Regions from separate parts of the Sus scrofa genome. Here region 1 is linked to region 2. The links are chromatin contacts, called in public Hi-C maps. All regions are on one chromosome and are shown on one strand. The core of a region is the stretch at or near the end of the contact, and the rest is flanking DNA. Distances in the headings are between cores, read along the strand shown.

What was found. A called contact is a pair of places that touch in the nucleus more often than the background predicts.
Region 1: a contact with region 2 is called in a Hi-C map of liver, with 5 times the contacts expected there. The contact joins the promoter of SH3BP4 here to the enhancer-like site in region 2. A contact is called at or near these places in 1 of 5 promoter capture datasets (liver), 3 of 47 Hi-C or Micro-C datasets (embryonic fibroblasts, heart right ventricle and liver) and 1 of 2 datasets of contacts at active chromatin or transcription factors (skeletal muscle).

What each region holds. Positions count from the first base shown.
Region 1 is chr15:135,000,777-135,006,944 of Sscrofa11.1, forward strand. SH3BP4 (SH3 domain-binding protein 4) reads left to right here and starts at 2,725. Exons shown (of 6, transcript XM_021074833.1): 1 at 2,725-2,918.
Region 2 is chr15:134,943,923-134,950,317 of Sscrofa11.1, forward strand. No RefSeq gene overlaps it. Among named protein-coding and RNA genes, the nearest start is that of SH3BP4, 56 kb to the right of the region's middle. Within about 2 kb of position 4,794, at least 9 of the 83 cell types and tissues checked have an H3K27ac peak or open chromatin away from gene starts, as enhancers often do. A contact at or near this core is called in liver, where this site is marked.

The DNA.
Region 1 (6,168 bases), core at 1,475-3,974, 55 kb after region 2:
AAAACTGGCAGAATGAGCAAGTATAAAGTTCCCAGGGAGCAACATCTTGAGACCTCCTTGTCTTCCAGAACACACGAGGCAGAACAGCCCACAGACACCTCATGCAATATTGCCTCCCCAGCTCAAATGCACGAGCTCCAGGAGTAAGAGTACAAGCGTGTCTGCCTGGGTCTTTTGACTTCCATAAGCTCCTCTCTGAGGATGCAGGCTGGTTTGAAGATGCTCAGAGCACCTTGATGCCAAGAACTGCTGGCACAGCTGTGGACACCTGGGCGCAGGCTCTCCGCCACTCAAGGTGAAGGGAGCCAGCCCTCTGCTTATTCACACAGTATCCTGCATTTCCACCACACTTAGCTCTTTGTGCCTTTTTAACGCCTCTTCTTCCCTTACTGCTCGGCGAACTCAGCTCTCCCCAGCTCTTCCCAGCCTAGGCCCTGGCTATCTTATTTGACTGTTTCCCTGTTTTGCCCTTGTTCCCTTCCTGGGTGTGGCTGCCAAGCTTTTCCAAACGTTGGGCCATTTGTGGCGCTTCTGGGAATTGTCTTCTCCATCCCGCTTGTCCCTTTTCTACTGCTTGTCTTGTTCAATACTTTCCAGGCATTTTTACACAGTAAGGATATTAGTCAGTGGGAATAGCAGTAATAATAGTAGGTAAAATGTATCGAATGTTACTTTGTGCCAGGCACCCTGCTAAGCCCTTTACCTGCTGCACTGAATTTTCATACTTACTTGGGAAATTGAGTCACAGAGAAGCATAACTCACCAGGGACCCAAGCCCAGCAGACTGGCTCCCAGGCCCATGCCTCAAACATGGTCCTAAGCCACTGAGGATCCTTTGGGACCCCCATATGCCATAGACAAGCTCCTCCTCTCTGAGGCTTTCTTACCTGCCCCTTCAGGGTGAAGGCCTCTTTTTGAAACATGCAGCAAACATTTTAGAACTAATTGTATCCATTTTCAGGAATGCAATTGTCCTAACACACAGATGACCCCCAAACCAGAAGAGGAGTCTCCACCCTTCTAGATTATGTCTCTGTCTTCTTTTGTCTCCTGAAATTTCAAGGTGGATTTCAAATTAAGGTGCTAGCAAACCAGATTCTGTACGTAAAGGAAGGTGTCCAAGACTGAGGGAGCTGCAAAGGCTTGGAATCCAGAACAGGGAGGGTTTGAATGTAGACTCATGCTCCATGTAATCAATACGTGCAGTGCGTAAACTCTAAGTCACCTATGAAGTGGGAATAATAGCAATACTATCTGCTTTGCCAGGCAGTGACGAGGAATGACTGAAGGAGTGTCTAATTCTGGCCACGGAACAAGAAGTGTCAGCTTCCCTACCGCCAAAGACTCCCCTGGATTCTGCATTGCAGGGGGCTCCTAGTCCTCAGTAGGGTGGCTGGTGTTCCCCAACGTGGTTACAGCCCAACCTTCTGGAGTGGCCTCTGGTCAAATTCTGGTTCTACCAGTTTCTTGCTGTCAAATTAATCCGCCCAGGTTCAGTCTACTCATGCGTAAAATGGACTATTGTGAGTAGCCAAGTGTGGGATTTTTTAAGAATTAAATGTGCAGTCCATGGAAACTGCCTGCGATACAGTAACTGGTGCGATCATTCACTGAGCGCTTTCTATGTCCCAGGCAGGTTCTAGGTACTGGGACCCAGCGGCGTACCGGCCAGAGAAAAGTGTAAATGGTTAGATGCAATCTGCTTAGCAGGAAGTTCTTGGTAATTTTCGGCGTGGCTCCTTTTCTCTTGTTCTTTCTTTTTTAACTTTGTGCTGGTCCCCACAGTCTCGCACCTGCTTTCCACCACGGTCGAAGACAAGCTTATTCTAAGACGGGTTTTGAGAATCAGGAGCCACCGTTAGCGGCGTGGACGAAGCCAACTTGGGGTTCCGAACCTCACTCAGGGGTCTCTGCTTGGGGTTCCCCGAGACGAGGTGGGAAGATGTGGATGCCGGGGGCTCAGGAGAGCGGCCAAAAGGTCGCGGTAATAACAGCCACCTCTAGATCTGCTCGGTACCAGGGACCGCGATCCCAGGGACACCCTCCTGCCAAGACCTCGCTCCCTGGCCGGCGCCCAGAGGAGGAAGAGGAGGAGACGCCGAGGCCGGATCCCCGCGGTGGCTCGGGAGACTCGGCGCCAGACCCCGCCTGCGCGCGCTCCCCCGCCCGGCTTCCCCGCCGCCCGGCTCGGCCCCGCCCCTCCGTGCTAGCCCCGCCCCTCAAGCCGCACCCCACGCCCGGCCTCTGGGTGGCCAACCGCTCGCCCCTCCCCCAGACTCCGGAGACAACTGCTCGGCCCCACCCCTTGGTTTTCCACCCGCCCCCTCCTCTAGACGGCCTCGGCTAGGCCCCGCCCCCCCACTCTAGCCGCGCCCCTACTTATTTACACCCCGCCCCCGCCTCTCCGCCACCTTGCAGAACCCTCCCCTCCGAGCTTGCCCCGCCCTCTGCGAGCCCATACTCCGCTCCTGCCTCCGGGAGGCCGAGGCTCTGACCCGTAGCCTCCTTGTCCCGGTTTTCCTCCCACCCCCAGCCTCCTCTGAGCGCTCCGTTCAGACTCCGCCCCTGCCACCCAAGGCCAGCTCCGCGCAGGGCCACCCTCCCCTGCGGCCCCGCCCCCGAGACCCCGCCCCGGGACCCCGTCCGGGTGGGGAGACCACCCCTGCTGTCAGCTGCCTGGTCCCCGCCCCCCGCGCCCGGCCTCGAACGCCCCGCCTCCGCCCCACGGCCCCGCCCCGGCGCGGGGACCACCCTCCGCCCGCGGAGGCGGGGGCCGAGTGCTCCGGGCACTCTCGGCGGTCCCGGCCCTTCGCCGGCGCCGCGCGGTAGTTCCCGCGGATCCGCCCGCTTTCCCTGCGGGGCGAGTTCCCAGATCGCCACGAGAGCCGCAGCAGCCAGCGGGACGCAATGCGAGCCAGGTAGGCAGGCTGCGCTCGGGGCTGTCCCCTGCGGGCCGCTCCAGCCCCACTGCCCGGCCTCACTCTCGCCGCGCCTGCTGGGGCTCAGCGGGTTTGCACGCCTCGCGGGCGCGGATCGTTTCCCAGCCGCCTCAGTTCGGGGCTCCAGAGTGCCGGACGCGGCTGGCGCGGGACGGCTTCGGGAAGCCTCGCGCGCCCCTCGTGCTCTCCCGCGGGCCCGGTCACCCGGGCGCAGGCGGGCAGGCCGGGGTTCCGGGTGCCAAGCCGCACTCACAGCCTCGCGTGCGCCTGGCGGATCCTCCTCCCCTGGCCCTAGAGCGCTTCCCGGGGCCGGCCCTGGGGGGTGGCCCTCCTCGGCAACCGGACGCGTCCTCGGGGCGCTCAGCTTGTGGGGCCGTGGGCACTCCGAGGGCTGGAGGAGCCGGGGCTCCCTCTGGCGCGGCCCGGGGAGGAGGGCGAGGCACGCGGTCCCGGGTTAAACTTGGTGACAATGCATATTTCAACTTCTTGGGAGATCCCTCATTTTAGGATGGAAACGAAAACCCCGGTTTCTGGCTTGGCCGTCCGGCGACCGAGCAGCCGCGAGGTGACAGCGCCGGCCGCGGGCGGGTAGGGACGGCGGGAGAGGCGCATGCTTGCTTAGTGGTGTTTCCCGGGAAGCCGGCTCCGCGGTGCGGATTGGCGGCCCGCAGGATCCTGGCCGTGGAGTCCGGCGGCTCCTAGCCCGAGGCGGGTCATGCGGCCGGGGGTGACCAGGCCGCGCTGGCCCTTCCTCGGGGTATCGGGCGGCCAGAGGAGCCGCCAGAGGGGCGCAGCGGGACAGCGGCCGGGCTTCCTACGTGCGCAGAGGCCGGTGGAGCCTTACCGTTGAGGTTTAGAAAGAACACCGGGCTGGATTTTACCCGTGCTTATTCTTTCCAAGTTAGTGCATGCAGCAGATCGGTACCGTGTGCTTATCAGTAGTAAGAAGTTAGCATAACTTTTGCTCTGCTCACGAAAGCAATATACGCCCCGGGTAGAAATGTAAACAGTAAAACAGGAATGTAAACAGTGAAATAAACCATCATTGATCCCACAGTTCCTACCGGCCTCAGTTTTTACAGTCTTTAATACCCACATTTCACGGGCTTGCCGGTTTAATCTGTAAGTTTACAAGCCGAGCCTCTCTTAACTAAATGAAAGCAATCCCTTTGTGCGGCTCTCCCCTTTCCGCCCTTCTAAACGTGGTGAGCTCTGAGCACCAAAGTTTGGGTGTCCAGGGCCTGGCTCCCTTCTCAGGCTGTGCGTCCCCTTTCCAGTGGGTGGGGATCTGCTGGCCTGAGATGGAGCGAAACAGAAGCCTGGAGTGAGCTAGACCATCGGCTCAGACTGGGTTGGCTGGGTTTGGGTTCCTTGCCTTGTAAAAATGAAGGTAATGACTGGCAATCAGCTTCTCAGGGCACCATAAAAATTAATGGGTGGTTGGCAAGGCGTTTGACATCCTTGGGTGGACAGCGGCTGTACTTTGAGGGGCTAGGGAGCCTTTTGCTGGTCTCCGATGCTGTGGTCATCAAGTAGAACAGCCCGCCTTCCCACCTGGCCATCTTGACCAGGAAACAGACTCGAGGAGTGTGTGTGTGGGGCGGGGGGGGCCTGGAGAAGGTTCCTGGCGCCCTGCTCAGTGCAGTCTGTCCAGGCCAAGCCCCTCAGAAAATGGAAAGAGCCCAAACTCCCTATTTGCCTGCCTCCCTGTTTTCTGCACGTGGGCAGACGGGAAGCGTGGAAGGGGGCTTTGGCCCTAAGACGCTCCCCAAGGTTCGCAGGCCTCCTGCTGAGCTGAGAAGGAACAGTTAGTTCTGGGACAAGGACTCGGTGAACAACCCGGGCTTCCTAAGCATTTGTTTTATGGCGCCCTTGTTTACGAAATGAACAATGACCAGCTCAGATCCGCGGGGCCTGAGAAGCTTCTGTGAGCTTTAATTATTTTTTTCCTGTTGTCCCAAGACTCAGGCACCCTGCGTGAGGGCCCTTTTAAAACAATTAGGAGGAACTTCTATCATTTGTTATTTTCAGACACCAGAAGCCCTAGGTGCCTTTTGTTCCCCTGGCAAAGGAACGGGGAGGAGGAGATGAGAGATCCTTTTTCTGTCGCAGGTCCCCCGGGTCCCCGTTTGTCATTTGATAGTTGCATTGTTTTTATGGACGCTCCCACCAGCCTGTATTCTCTGCTCAAGGTCTAGTGGCTGATGGCAGCCGGACTGGGGGTTTCCGAAAGGACCCGGAAAGTGGGCTGGAGGAGTGGCTATTAGGGTCCCCTGTTCCTATAGTGCCCCTTAATTTTTTGGTGTAGGGAGGAAGGTGGGGGGGGTCTTCCTGGGTTTTCTCCTTTGCTGCTGTTTGCTAACTTGATTTCTGGTCACCCAGCAGCCTGGAATTGTTTCCTGCTGGCTGCTTCTGCAGCCTTTTTTTTCTTATTCAAATGAGATAATAAGATATGCTAATGTCACTGAGGTTTACGCCCCTGGGTGCTGGAAGGCGGCCCCAGCGTTTAAATCCTCGCATCCGGGGCAGTTGGGGGGGGAGGGGGATGTGGGCATTCTTCCAGGGGAGGAGGCCGGCTGGCTACCCTTGGCTTCTTAGGGGAGCCCTTGGTCCAAACAAGGCCAGAGTTGGGCCCTGGCTGACCTTACCCCTGGCTGGGAGCAAACTTCCAACCCTCCCTGCTGGAGCCACCAGCGTGGTGCCTGCCTTGTGTCTGACCGAGGAGAAGCTGTTGTTTAGCCCGTTGCCCTGGGCCAGCCAGGTGGGTTTCCCTTAGCTTTATGTGCAGATACGACACCTGAGTTGCGATTTTTCTTCTGAGAATTGGAGTCAGGCTCCTGGGATATTTCCTAAGGCCCTGGAGATGGGCGCTAGGACTTCTTTGTCCTGAAGTTCCTGCCTGACAACCAGGAACTGAGAAGGGTCACTGAGCTGAGCTGCTAAATAGACTTCACCGTGACTGCACTGGCCCGGCCAGAGGGCAGCCTGGGGCCATCTAATGTTGACACTCAGCTACCAGCGAGCTGGGTCTCCTGGTACCCAGGGATTTGCACGATAGAAGTCCCACATCCTGCCGTCACGTTCTGTAAAGTGGCAAAAATAATTCAGCAAGCCCCTGAGCACCATTGAACCATCCAGCTACTCACTCGGGATGTTCCAGGGAGCCCGAGCCTGCTTGTCCAGGGACCCTGAGGACAAGTGGTGTATTACAGGATGGCACCTGACACCA
Region 2 (6,395 bases), core at 3,544-6,043:
CCTTCCTTGGCTGGGCTGGATGGTTTCATAGGCAAGGTGAGCCAAATGGGGTTCTTTCACCCTCTCTGACAAGGAGACAGTGCCTCCCTAATTTAGCACTCCATCTGCTGAATCATCGGGTCTGAGCTTCCCTGCAAGCAAAGTGCAGATGCTGCCGCTGCAACACCTAAGTGCCCCGGGGGCTTTGGAAGGTGTGGGGGTGGAGCAGGGGCACAGGGACAGAAAGCCACACTTCAGCACATCAACATCTGTCCTGTATAGGCAAACATGTTCCTGAGATCTCCCCTGAGTTGCTTTAAAGGAAAATTATTGACTTGTCTTGCTGCTGTCTGACGCAGAAACATTAATCTCTCCATTTTGCTACATCTTCCTCTTTTCTGATGCTTAAGGGGTTTTTTGACTAAAATTTTTATTCAATAGAAGTGCTTTTAAATTTGTGTGTATGAAGAATAGATGAATCAGCTTTCCCCTCTGCTTTTCTAATTTTCAGCTGTTCCTTTGCTTTACCTGTTCAAATGCACTGACCTTTCTCTCTAGACAGTTTCTTTTGTCTCACCATTGTTTTCTCTCAAAATTTTAAAAACATGACCCTATCATCATCTGGATTTTGATGCAAACGTCAGTAGAGAAGTGTGAACTAGGATGATTTTTGGTCCTTTGTGAGTTACCTGATTTTTTGTTGTTCTTTTGTGGTTGTTTTTTCTTTTTCTTTTTCTTTTTTTTTTTTTTTATTATGAGTCCTTTCTTTATGCCCCAAAATTGAAAGAGCCTAGATGTTAGGGTCTTTTAACTAATTTTGCCTTGTTTTTGATGAGCCTTTTGAATCTGAAGATTCGATTCTTTCTGTAGCTCAGGAAAGTTCCTATTTGTTTAATGCTTCTTTTCCATTTGTTCTATGCTTTCTGACACATACACGAGGCATCCCTGAACTGTCATCTTTGTCCCTTTTTTCTTCCCATCATTCTCACTTCCTCATCTCTTTCATATCCTCCACTTTCATTTTTAGGTACAGGAGAATTTCTCACGCATATTATCTTCTTAGCCAATCGATTTTCCGCAGCATTGAATCTGTTACTCGATGCTTGCATGTAGGATTTTTTTTCAATTCTGCTACTGTGTTTTTCATCTTGTCTGAGCTCACTGGTCTTTTTCTACGGCTGTCTGCTCACCTTTCGCAGGTGTGGTATCTTCCTGAATGATTTAAAGAAAACGAAGTAGAAAACCGGTAATACTTTCTTGAATTCCTAACAGACTCTATTCCGTTGAAAAACTTTTGCTCTGACTTCTTTTGAAGTAGTCTGTTGGCATTGGCCAGTGATTGTCTCCATAACATTCCTTTACAAAGCTATTTATTTTCTGTCTTTATTAATTCTGGTAGATGCTACTCCCTGGTTGTTTATTATTGGAAATCAGCATAGATTCTGACACATATTGGTTCTTTAATTTATTTTATTGAAGTATAGCTGATTTACAAAGTTGTGCTAATTTCTGCTGTACAGCAAAATGATTCAGTTGTACAGTCTTGTTCATATTTTTTTTCTGTTAGAGTTTGTCACAGGATATTGAATACAACTGCCCGTGCTATACAGTAGGACTCTGTTGTTTACCCATTCTACAGATAATGGTTTGCATCTGCTGATCCCAAACTCTCAATGCATCCCTCCCCCACCCTTCCTCCCCTACGACCTCTTCCCCCTTGGCAATCACAAGTCTGTTCTCTACTGACACGCATTGTTTTAATACCTCCCAGATTCTTTGGGCCCAATGAAATATAAAAGCATTTACAGGGATGTAGTTAGCCAGGTCAGGTATGCCAAATTGCGTACAGACCACAGAGGGAGGCTGAACCAGTGCTGTGGCAACACAGAGCATCATGTCATTACCCCATGACATGTCTCTCTGTGTTCCTTCTGACACCCAACAACTAATACCAGGGCATAAATCCTGAGACTTACACTTTCAGAATACCTTGACTTTTCCAAAAATATCTTGATTTATGAGTACAAATTAAATAGTACAATATTTTAATCCACCACATCAACAGACTAAAGCATATGGTTATGTCCACAGGTGCAGAAAGAGCATTTGACAAACTGTAATAACTACTGATGATAAGAACTCTTGGTGAACTAGGAATAGAGGGGAACCTTCTCTATTTGATAAAGATTATCTACAAAAAGACCTGCAGCCAACATCACAACGAATGGTGAAAAGCTGGAAGCTTTCCCACTAAGATCGAGTACAAGGCAAGGATGTTCATTCTCACCACTCCTTTTTGACACCAAACTGGAAGCCCTTGCTAATGCAATAAGGCAAGAAAAGGAAATAAAATGTATGAAGAATGGGAAGGAAAACATAAAATTGTGCTTGTTTGTATATGTCTTGATCATTTATGTGGAAAAACTGACCAAAGAACTCTTGGAACTAATAAGTGTTTATGTCAAGCTTGGAGAATACAAGGGCAGGGAATAGTATAGTATGTAATACAAGCCACTGCAGTGAAAATGCCAGGTCCTTTGCCCACAAGGGAACTCCTGTACATGCTGTTCTGTAACTTGCTTGCTTCACTTAATGGCATACCTTAGACATCGTTATATTTCAGTACATGGAAGTCTTCTTCATTCTTTTTTATGGATATACAGCACCCCATTTGATAATATCAAATTTACTTGCCCAGTTCCATACTGGTGGCACTTAGGTTGCTTCAGAATTCATTGGTAGGGTGTAGGTTTTTGCTTACAGTATGATATCATGGACCCCCTTATTATTTCTTTTCTTTTTCCTTTTTTTTTTTTTTGACGTTTTGTCTTTTCTGGGGCTTCACCTGCAGCATATGGAGGTTCCCAGGCTAGGGGTCTAATCAGAGCTGTAGCCGCCAGCCTACACCACAGCCACAGCAATGCCAGGTCCAAGCCGAGTCTGTGACCTACATCACAGCTCATGGCAACACCGGATTCTTAACCCACTGAGCAAGGCCAGGGATTGAACCTGCAACCTCATGGTTCCTAGTAGGATTTGTTAACCACTGAGCCACGATGGGAATCCCTCCCTTATTATTTCAGTATTCCCTTAAATTTTTCCAAAACACAAACTAGGGCTTTTATAGAAATGTCTCCAATCTGTTCACTGATGTAAATTAACAATTTCAGAATAATACTCATAGCAATGATTGCCAATGAAAAGTGAGATCAGAGAGGAGGGTCATATGGTAGGAATGTGCCTATAAATTTCACTTTACATTCTTTTCTACATCAGAGTTTTTAAAATTAAACGCAGTGCTTTTCTAATTATAATTAAAACATAAGAAAACAATGCTGCAATAACAGCTACACAAAACTGTTTTTCTTCTTTAGGGCTATGTCTCAGGGGAATGATCTAGATGTTAGATTACTGGGTTAAATGCCATCCTCTAGGAAGCGTGCCAACTCCCATGATCCTGTGGGGTTTCAGAGGTGGGGCATTCTGCAGGTGGTCCCCATCATCAGGGAAAAACAGAAGCAACTGCATACAATTGAGTTTCATCTAATAGTGGAAGTTTCATTCACACAGCTAAGGAGGAGGATATTGTCTTAAAATCTATTAGAAAAGATTCAATTGGTGGAAATGCTTGAACCGGTGCACTGCGATGCAGCTGCATCCTTGCCTAGTGACTGCTCTGGATCAAAACCCCAAGGAGACAGCCAATGAGTATTTCTTCTTGTGGAAGCTCAGAAAGGACATCGGTGCATTAAAGACGGGCAGAACAGACATATAGCTCAAGTCCAGCTCACGCTTTGTTCAAACTGGTCTCCTGCCTATTTCTTGGAGATTCCGTGTTCCACCCTTTCCTGTTCCCGGCCTTATCCCGCTTCTCTCAAGGTCATAAGACGGCTTCCACAGCAGCCCGGGCTTTAGCAGCTCTACTCACCTCCCGGAGGGAGCAAAATCAGTCCCTGAGCTTTGCGCTGATTGGGCCAGTTGTCGGCTAGGTGACTTACACGTACCGATCATCTTTGGCCAGAGCTTATGAAAACCAATCACATGGCAAGAGGACGAACAGCTAACTCTCATTGGCTCAGGTCAATTAAGACACGCCCCTGAAGAAACCAATCCCAACCTAGCCTGGCTGAGATGGCCTGGCACAGCAGGGCAAGAAACCCACTGTGTGTACCGCATCAGTATTTTCCACGGATTGAAAGGAGAAAATGACTATCATGTAGCCACCCTACATTGTGTCCAAGGCACCAAGCAAGAAGCTTTTATTATTTAGTTTAATCCTTCTAACAGTCCTTTAATATTGGCATTGCTAATTCTTATTTCTCAGATAAAGGAAACTTCAGCTCAGGGAGTTTGAGTCATTTGCCTAAGGTCACACAGCTAACATGCATCAAAGTTTATCTCACTGATTTCATATGCTGCTTGGCACAGCTTACTCATGACCCTAAAGTGCATCCAAGTTCGGCAGGATAAATATGTTTTAGATCCTATTCCCTTGACGTCTTTAAAAAAAAAATTCTTTGAAAGTCATGTGGATTATTTGAAGTATATACATATATAGTTAAGACTAAAGTCAGAAGGGAAAAAAAAATTGTCTCATGTTTTCCAGTTAAGCACCTTCTAGCAGTTGAAGTATTTGGTTTGTGTTATCAGATTTTGGCCTAAAACCAGATCACAGCTATGAATCATAGCTGATGTAATGTGCGTCTTGGTAGAGCTATTATGTATTTCCCAGGTGCACTGCACTTTACTGTAGGAAATCAGATCTCTGCCTTGGTCCCTGGTGAGCAATTATGACATCATAAACTGGTGCTTGGGCACAGTTCAAAGAGCTGAGAACGAGTTATGAAAACCAGGGAAAGCGAACTTTGGAATTCCAGAGAGGTCACCCAACCTCCCCTTGCCTAACAAAACTGCTAATATTTACTCTCTGTGGAACCCAGGGGAGAAAACCAGAGTCTAATTTTGCACTTTCCCCCTGAAAGAATAGGGGTTGTTGAGAGCAAAATAGCCTCTGGGATGGTGACTCTCTCTGAAGAGCTGTTCCAGGGGAACACCGTCGAAGGAAAAATTCCACACTGCCTGCAAATTGGGGGCTTTCTGCTCTGTTACCAGTGTTTGACACGGAACCCAACAGTTTCTGATGGCAATTCTGGTTGGTGGGGTGGGGGGAGGAGTATGAGGGTACGCAGGCAGGTGGAGGTGTGGTGGCCAGGGCAAGTGCACAGGCACACATACCCCAAGGTGTGAATTGTCATGACTGCCAGGTAGAGGAATGTTTCTATGCCACGACTCGAGGAAAACAGCCCGAAAGAGGTTTATGCATCCTCAGTGGCCTGTGCTCAGGAAGTACTAGAGTTAAAATCTGCTCTTATGAAAGAGGAATTAATGCCACAGATCAGTACATCTAAATAACAAAGACAAAAAAATGAAGAAAAAAAAGACGATATCATAAAACGTCATTAAGATCCATTTTTCTTCAGAGAGAGTATATGGAAGTTCTGTTGTTGGAATCATTAATTGTGTTGAGCTTTACTTGAAATGCTTAAACATCTTCTAACCATTGCATTTGTGCCTTTTCTCAAAATAATTGCTTACTTTCTAAAATGTAAAGCCTACTCCATGGAAGGTGTAGTTCAGGCCAACAAAAGGGGAGGGAACACTCATTTGAATAGTTTTTCAGAAACAAAAAAAATGACACTCTTAAGTTTTATAGGCTGAAAAAAAAAAATCATGCCCCAAAGATGGCATGATATTATTTAAAACATAGCAATGTAACAAGTACCCCACTGGTGAGGAGAGGGGAGGCAGACTGCCAAAATATTACCCCATCAAAAAATCGCCCTCCCCTCTAAGGAAAACTGGCCAGGCACGTTGCCCACAAAAGCAACCATATTTGCGTCACATGACCCTTGGCCCACAATCTGATGGGAGCCCGTGATACAGCTCCCTACAGGGGCTGCTGCCAGTTTGTGGGGCCCCCTGCAAAAGGAATATGCAGATTCCCTTTTTCAAAAAGCAGGGGGCAAGTGCTATGAAATGGAGGGAAATATAAAGCTTTTTCCTTTCCTCCACAGTCTCTCTCGACTTATCATGATGTTTTTAATTTGCTACTTAAAGTCATTTTCAGTAAAGAAAAAAAAAAATTTTTTTTTTCACATCACGTATTTTATTATTTCGGACTCACTTCTGAGATGTAGGAGAGGTGGGAGTAGGGAATGGGAGGGGAATAATATTATCCCTAAAGAAAATTTGCAAGAATTGGATAAAAAACAGACAAAAACTCTTTTTTACCAAGATTCACCTATTCTCAGTGTTTTCTTTTTTTCTTTTTTTTTTTTTTTATTTTCCCACTGTACAGCAAGGGGGTCAGGTTATCCTTACATGTATACATTGCAGTTACAGTTTTTTCCCCCACC